Linked DNA regions of Manis pentadactyla: region 2 is linked to region 1. The links are chromatin contacts, called in public Hi-C maps. All regions are on one chromosome and are shown on one strand. Each heading gives the region's core, a stretch centred on a gene start, on an enhancer-like site or on the middle of the called end of the contact. The rest is flanking DNA. Distances are from core to core; before and after follow the strand shown.

Region 1 (3,767 bases), core at 29-2,528:
GTTTCCTTCCCAGCGACCCCTGGGAGACAAGCAGGACTTGAGTTGGCCACACATTTCCAAATAAGGAACCTGATGAACTAAGGCATTAGAGGGCTAGTCCTCAGCACTGGCTCAGGGCTTTGCTCCCACCCCAAGGGGTTTCCTGGGGATCCCAGGCCCTCACCTGACACTGCAGTGGGCTGCAGTGACCACCCAGTCCTCACTGATGAGGGAGCCACCGCAGAAGTGGAAGCCGGTGCTGTCCTGTTTGAAGATGGGCTGGTCAGTGCTGGCTGGACCCCAGCAACCTCCAGCCTGGCTCACAAGCCAGGGCTCCCCACTCACGTGCAGAATGCCCCCTCACCTGCAGGGACACCTGCCAGGGCCAGGAGCCGGGAACAGCCTCCTCCCCATTGACAATCCTGGACAGACCACTCAGCACAGGGTGGATGGCAGGGACCCCGCAGCCTGTGGGTGGGAGTATCACTGACGAGTGGAGGCCAGGGTGGATTCTGGACCCCCCAGCCCAGGTCCCATTGACCCAGGAATCCCCCAGAGACAACTTAGTCTGACGTGTGCCTCAGCCCAGACCAACCCAACAGGTTGAGTGTGGAGCGGCAGTAGGGCCGCAGCTCCCCTGGGAGGCTGACTCTGTGGGTCTGAACCCAGCCTCCTCACTGCCTAGCTCAACCTCTCCATCTCAGTTCCCATTGGCAGAAAGGGGAGCATACAGTTGTTAATGTCGCAGACTTGGTATAAGGATACAGGCAAAACAGGAATGTGCTCTGTTCCTGGCACATCGTAAGTGCTCAGTAAACACGAGTTTAAAAGGGCTGAGTTCAAGGGCCAAGCTACTCCTGCCCACCAGCTCACCAGCTGAGCCCCTGACCAGAGAACCTTCTGTTCCCCTGGACTTGTCCTCCCCGACCCCTGCACAGGGTGTGAGGCCTGGGGGCAGAGCCAGGAAGGCCCACCTCCTCCCCAGGGGCCTCACACTGGCCGATCGGATCCAGTTCTCCCCGTGTCCCTGCTGAGGCCGTGGAGATGGTGAGCCTCAGAGCGGGGCAGAGACTCGCTCAGGCCACACCACCGCGCATGGCCGGACAGGGAGCAGGATGCTGCTGCCCCTGGCCGGCTTCAGGCTTGGAGGAGAGGGGGGACAGCCTCCCTGGCCTCTGCCTGCCCCGGCACTCACCGAAGGCTGTGCCCAGGAGGGCGCAACAGGAGATGAGCCAGAGCAAAGCCATGGTGCTGTGGTCAGGGAGGTGGAGGTGCCTGCCCAGAGGGCTCCCAGTTATAGCTCAGTGCACCAGCTGTTATCTGGAGACCTTGACATGACAATCCCTTTCCTGTGTGCCCAAGTGGGCAGGATGTGCCAGAGCAGGGCTGGCATCGGAGCCTGGGATGGCAGCAGCTGTGGCCCATGGCTAAGCCTGGAGCCAGGGCGAAGGGCAAAGGAGGGGCCGAACAAGGTGGCCCCTGGCCCACACCCAAGGGCAAGTTGGGTCACTTGCTCTTTCTCCTCTGCTGCCTCGGGGGGCCTTGCCTCTGTGTAGGCAGCCAGGCCTGAGAAGGGTTTGAGCCCCAGGCTGGTCTCCCCTAGTCTGGGGGACCTCGGACAAGTAATTTAGTTGGTACTAGTTATTCAAAAACCGCAGGGCAGTTTTTGGGAGCAAGTGTGGGGACCGAGTCATGGGTGAGGGCATGGCTGCCAGGGGCTGAGGACGCTCCCTGGTCTCCAGGATGGCCAAGAAGGCTCGGCGCAGTCTCAGCTCAGTGTCTGCGGCGGTCCCTCGGGCTGTGTGGAGTGCGGCTCATGGGGGCAAGGTGCCCACGGCCTGCTCACATGCAGCCATCCCATGGTGCCCTGGAATTGAGCCTGTGACATCCTGGGGCAAGATGGGCCCAGGGGCCATCCAAGGAGCCCCTGCTCTGGCCAGGAGAGGGCTGGCAGAGGCTGGCCCAGGCAGGAAATGGGGAAGGGAGGGCCACTTTCCCAACAACTGAGAAACTGGGCAGCGAGAAAGCACAGGGGGAAAACGGTATCTCATGGCTGTCTTTAATTTCTGTTGAATTGACGATTAGACTGTTGGGGGTTCACTGTACAGATTTTGGCACAAAATAACCGTGGGGCCTCGGGCAAGTTACTTGCCCTCTCTGATCCCATTTCAAAGTATGTAAAATGGGGATGCTTAAAGTACGAGTCCCACAGTCGGGAAGGGCACACGCCATGCTGAGCGTGCGAGGACCGGCCTCACGCAGCCCACCCCGGGGGAGGGTCTTTGCACCCCCCTTGAGTCGCCGGCTGGCGCCCTCTGCAGGCTCCAGGGATTGCCCAGGGGCCGGGAGGGATGGGCGCAAGGTGCCAGGTGCGAAGGCAGGCCTAAGACAGGACGCATCTGTCACCCAAAGCTCACCAGGCTCCCGCTGGAATAGAACAAAGGAACAGAAACACAGATCCCCGCCTTTAGCAAGGTTACATGGCGACACGGGTGGGAGGGGTTAAAGAGAAAAGTTAAAAAAAAAAAAAAGAAAGGAAAATATACATTATTGCCAGCTAAGGACTTATCGCTCATTATCATTATCAATACGGAGGCGGGAGGGCCTCACTCCGAAGGGGACATTGAAGTCGCAAAGCGCGAGTCTGCAGCCAAGCCCAGCCCCGAGGAGCCGGCGCCCCGGCGGGGGGCACAGAGGGCAAAGCGCGCCGGCCGGGGTGTCGGGAGGCCCGCAGGGGCAGCGCCTGGCCGACGGGGAGGCAGGGCGGCCCGGGCTGACCCGTGGGAGCCACCAGCTGGCCCGGCCGGGCCGCCCACGCCCCACGCGCCCCAGCGGCCGAGCCTGAGAACCGCGCAGCTGCGGGGGGTCGGCAGGTGCGCCCACACCCGCGGGGGCGGGGGGCGGCCCGGGGCTGTAGCTGGGCGGCCGCTCAGCAGGCGTGAGTCGAAGGGTGAGTGGAGGGACCTCTGGACCCAGGTGTTAGCCAATCGAGTTTACAGTGAAGAGTATTTTCCTGGGTCCTTTTTTGGTAGTATTTCTAATCTCCCGCCGTCGGGTTTAGAACCCTGCGCCTCCAAGACTCCTGGAGCCCACCCGTCTCTGCTCATGGCTTTGTTTGCAGGGTGTCTTCCATGTCAGAAAATCTTAACTCTGCACTTGCCACCTCGTTGCAGGTATGTGGCACCTAGTAGGTGTAGTGGGCAATGCTGAAGCAAGCCCAGGAAAAGGTGGAAATCAGTACAATCTACTCGGGAGATGACAAGATCCATGTGCGCGGTGGGAACAGCATCGGGCCTGGGGGGCAGTGCTCTCCCAGGCAGTCTGGGTGTCGGGGAGGCCCTGGTCCAATCCCTGCCCGGCTAACTCCCGGGATTTGGCCCTGGGTGGGGGCTGTGCCAGGATTCCAGGTCCTGACCAGCATCGAGGCATGCAGGTTGCCGCAGGCATTGGGCATCTGTCCCTCCAGGAGCGGCGGTCTTGCTTGTATCAGCAGCGTGTTCCTGTCTGTTGCCGGTGGTGTCCCACTGGATTAGTGCACCACCGTCTAACGTACCCATTCTCCCACTGGGACACTGCGGCTGTCTCTCCTCCCCGAGTCCCACCCTCAGTTGCTCCTTGTCAACCCTAAATACAGGCAGGCAAGAAATGTATGATTCTATTTTTTTTTATTAGAGAATGCAATTTCCATTTTGATCATTTTATCTGCTAGCAGCCTGAAATCAAATCTCAGCCCATGGAGGGTGACTCCCTGGAAGTCAGGAATGGGGCTGCATCTCCAAGGTTTGTCA
Region 2 (3,662 bases), core at 746-3,245, 240 kb before region 1:
GGGAGGTATGTGATCATGGAGGCTGCAGGATGGCTGGGACAGTGGGAGCCACCATGAGGCCAATGACACTTATCAAGAAAGACTTCACAGAGAATGTGAATCTTATGTTAGATTCACCTTTAGAGAGAAAGGTACATTTTCCAAAGGATAAACTTTCCAAAACAGGTAGAAACAAAGGCCGGAGGTGAAAAGGGAAACTGGGAAGCCAAAGGTTCGGTGACACAGATAAATCTCAACATGAAAGAGGTATTAGAAAGCCTTGAATCAAACATTCAGGAGTTCTAAACTGGTTCAAGACACCCAGAATGGGAATGTCCAGAAAGTGGAACATGATTAAAATGTGTTGTTTTAAGAGAACAACTCTCTTTGTCCTTAGCGGTAAATTGTATGATACATGAGAAAATTATGGAAATGGAAACTGAGTAGTTCTCAAATCATGAATGTATGAAAAAAACACGGTATATACATATCTTTAGCATTTTATAAAAAACGAAATTCTCTTTTTAAAGAATTGAAACAAAATGTCAAAGACTAGCTTCTTCAAATAATGGAAGCAAAGAGTAAAATATTGGTATCCATTATTAGTAAATGCTTTTGCAAGGCTCATAGCATTAGCTAACGTGTTTCCTTCTGTTGAAGGAAAACTTCCTCAGAACAGAGAAGTCACCCTCAAAAGGTGACACTAGAACCAGCTATTCTAGAACCTTATTTTAATGTTATTTAAATAAATGAAAGCCATCCACCTAAAATATAGATGTAGTGTAATGTCAGAATCATAACATCTATTTAAACCTAACAATTGCTGTATTTAAGAGCTGAGCTGTGTTGCCACCCCAGAAAAGCTTCAAAGAAAGAATAAGTAGGACTGGACTGGATACAGAAAAAAGCAGCTTTTGGCTGATGACATTGTCACCTTGGACTGTGGTAAGGACCCTGGATAGCTGGGCAGGCCTTTTTTTTTTTTCAAGTTTCAAGTGGCAGGAGTTCATTAAGCAAAGTGAAAACACCTCTCCATAAGGCAGGAGAGCAGGCTGTCTGGAAACCAGAAGCAGGCCCAAATGGGCAGGTCTTGACCTCCCAGTGTCTGTGTTGTTAGGATCTCAGCTGTTCTCTTCATCTAAAAGCCACTTCTAGGTTGCTTCCAAAATAGGGGCATCAACTACTGGACTCCACACTGAGCACAGAGTAGTTAAAATAAATCTTTCTGCCATGTTCAAAATATGGTTTGGGGGTGGTGGTGAAAGCATTCAATTGAATGGAAGCATTCAAGTGATAAGCCAATGTTATCTGTGGGGAGGACCATAGCTTCTCTTACAACCGGTTGCCAGACTTATACCCAATATAAAGTAAATATAGCAGAGAGGTATGTAGTTATCATTTATCCCTCGAAGAGCCAGATTTGTGTCCTGTTTCCGAGTCTGTCCTGCTGTGGAGTATTGTGAAAACAACAACGTTTGGAAATAAAGGGACCTGGCTTTGGTCTTACGCCAGGACCAGACCCAGGACCACTGCCAGTTCTGTGCATTATCCTCCAGGGTACAGTGTGCCATGAATGGCTGGACTTTTAAGTATGAACCACATTGAAGATTAACAGATGGCACACAGCAAGTATTTTAGTTGACTTTTTATGAAAATCTTACTTTACACAAATGTTAACGCGGAGGACGACTACGACCTCAATGCACAGAAACACCCTACTAACGCTCAGCCCTCTGGGAAAGCGTGCGAAACGCGTCCAGCGAGATCAACAGTCAACCAGTGGTCTCCGCGCCCTGTTAGCCCCACCCCTACCATGCCCCGCGTCCTTTCTATTGGTTCCTTTGCCTGCGTTCTGTTGCCGTGGAGACCAGGGCTATGGCAACCAGGAGAAGCCAAACTTGGTCCTTCCTCTGGAACCGCGGAGGGATCCTTGCTGGCGGCGGGATTCGTCACGGCGCTCATGGCGCTGTACGAGCTGTTCTCTCACCCTATCGAGCGCGGTTACCGCGCAGGGCTCTGCTCCAAGGCCGCGGTGTTCCTGCTGCTGGCCGCCGCGCTCACGTACATCCCGCCGCTGCTGGTGGCCTTCCGCAGCCATGGTGAGCCTGTCCCGTCCGGTGCGCGACACAGCTCCCCGCCGCGGCCTTCCTGACCTCCCCGCCGCCTTCCTGTCCTCTTTACCTCAGGGTTTTGGCTGAAGCGGAGCAGCTACGAGGAGCAGCCCACCGTGCGCTTCCAGCATCAGGTACTGCTCGTCGTCCTGCTGGGCCCCGAGCGCGGCGGGTTCCTGGCCTGGAGCACGTTCCCCGCCTTCAACCGGCTGCAGCGGGATCACCTGCGCGTCCCGCTCGTTTCGGTGCGTGGTTCCCGGCTGGGCCTAGCCTCCCACCCGGACTCGGACGGGAGTGGGAGGGAAGAAGGGGGCGAGCTTAGAACCCACGGAAGCAGCGTACACAAATTCGTTAGCTTGAGCATATATTTAATTTCCTGGAAATTAAATCGCATGTTTCGTTCGACTTCTCCAAGCCGTCCCCAACCCCAAGAAACTGCTGCCAGCGTATGAGTGTCCTACCGAGTCCAGAAGCCTGGGGAAAGCATGTCTCTGACCGCCCCCTGTCACTCCCTTGGGTCTGGCCGTCGGAAATGGGCATATATTTTTATGCAGACTCTACTCGTGGAAGCCAAGACGCTGATTGGTTAATCGACCTGCCCAGAAAGTGCTGCTGGTCCAGTCCCTCCTCCCTGGGCTTGTCTCATTAGATGCTGTTTCAGCAGCTGTCCGGATGACAAGGAAGCATTTCACTCTCTATAATGTATATTTGATTCAGAAAGAGTGCTTCCTGGACAATCACTGCCCTTCTGCTTATTTTCTGAAAACATTTTCCTTTAGAAATATGAAGATTATGGTTTTCCTCTCTCCAAAGTTGAATCTCTTTAGAATAGCTCTGAGATGAGCGTCCTACAAGTCAAATCTGTGTAGCTGAGAAAACAAAAATTCATACTTATTCCAGCAAGTAAGTAAAATGAAAGTTTTAAATCTGGTCATATGAATAACAACAACAAAATTTATTTCAGATTACTTTTTTCTGATTACTTTAAATTTTCTTGTATTCTAGTTTTAAAAATGCGTGCTCATTGTAGATTATTGAAGAGCTACAGGTATATATAATGACAAAATTAAAGGCTCAGTTTGGTTAATCAAGGATGTTCTTAACAGCTGCAAAGTATTTCATGCTATGGAATAACTAATGTATTTAACCAGTTCCTTACTGATGGATATTTGATTTGCTCTTTTTTTTTTTTTCACTATTAGAATGTTGCAGTGAACAAGATTTTGAGTAAATCTTACACCTCTAAACATCAAATTTCAGGGAACTGGAAAACAAGCTGTTGAAATTGTATAAGTATATAGAAAACTAAGCAAGCAAATAAAATAATTATTCACTTCCGAGAAGTAAGAGAAAAGTGAGAAAGGCAAAGTAATCAGAGTTGTGAATAGGGTTTACCTATTACTTAGATAACCAGAAGGAGAGTTTAACTTTTTGTGGGTGGGTGGAATGGGGAGAAGGTATCTGGGGATGGGAGGGCTGGCAAGAGGAAGGGCAAGAAAATTAATCTTCATCTCTCTTTGTGGGAAATCAGTAGAGAATTCTCAAAAGTGAGAAATGAGAAATGCCAATGCA

The links. Hi-C and Micro-C count contacts between places; a contact is called where the count stands out from the background.
Region 2: a Hi-C map of fibroblasts shows a contact between it and region 1, with 2.5 times the contacts expected there. The contact joins the promoter of LOC118924470 here to the promoter of LOC118924456 in region 1. A contact is called at or near these places in 2 of 3 Hi-C or Micro-C datasets (fibroblasts and skin fibroblasts).

What each region holds. Positions count from the first base shown.
Region 1 is chr15:61,516,399-61,520,165 of mManPen7.hap1, reverse strand. LOC118924456 (chymotrypsinogen 2) reads right to left here and starts at 1,278. Exons shown (of 7, transcript XM_036909269.2): 1 at 1,175-1,278; 2 at 344-447; 3 at 164-243. The coding sequence starts at 1,226.
Region 2 is chr15:61,760,273-61,763,934 of mManPen7.hap1, reverse strand. LOC118924470 (carbohydrate sulfotransferase 6) reads left to right here and starts at 1,995. Exons shown (of 3, transcript XM_036909300.2): 1 at 1,995-2,224. TMEM231 (transmembrane protein 231) reads left to right here and starts at 526. Exons shown (of 7, transcript XM_036909296.2): 1 at 526-2,078; 2 at 2,166-2,335. The coding sequence starts at 1,628.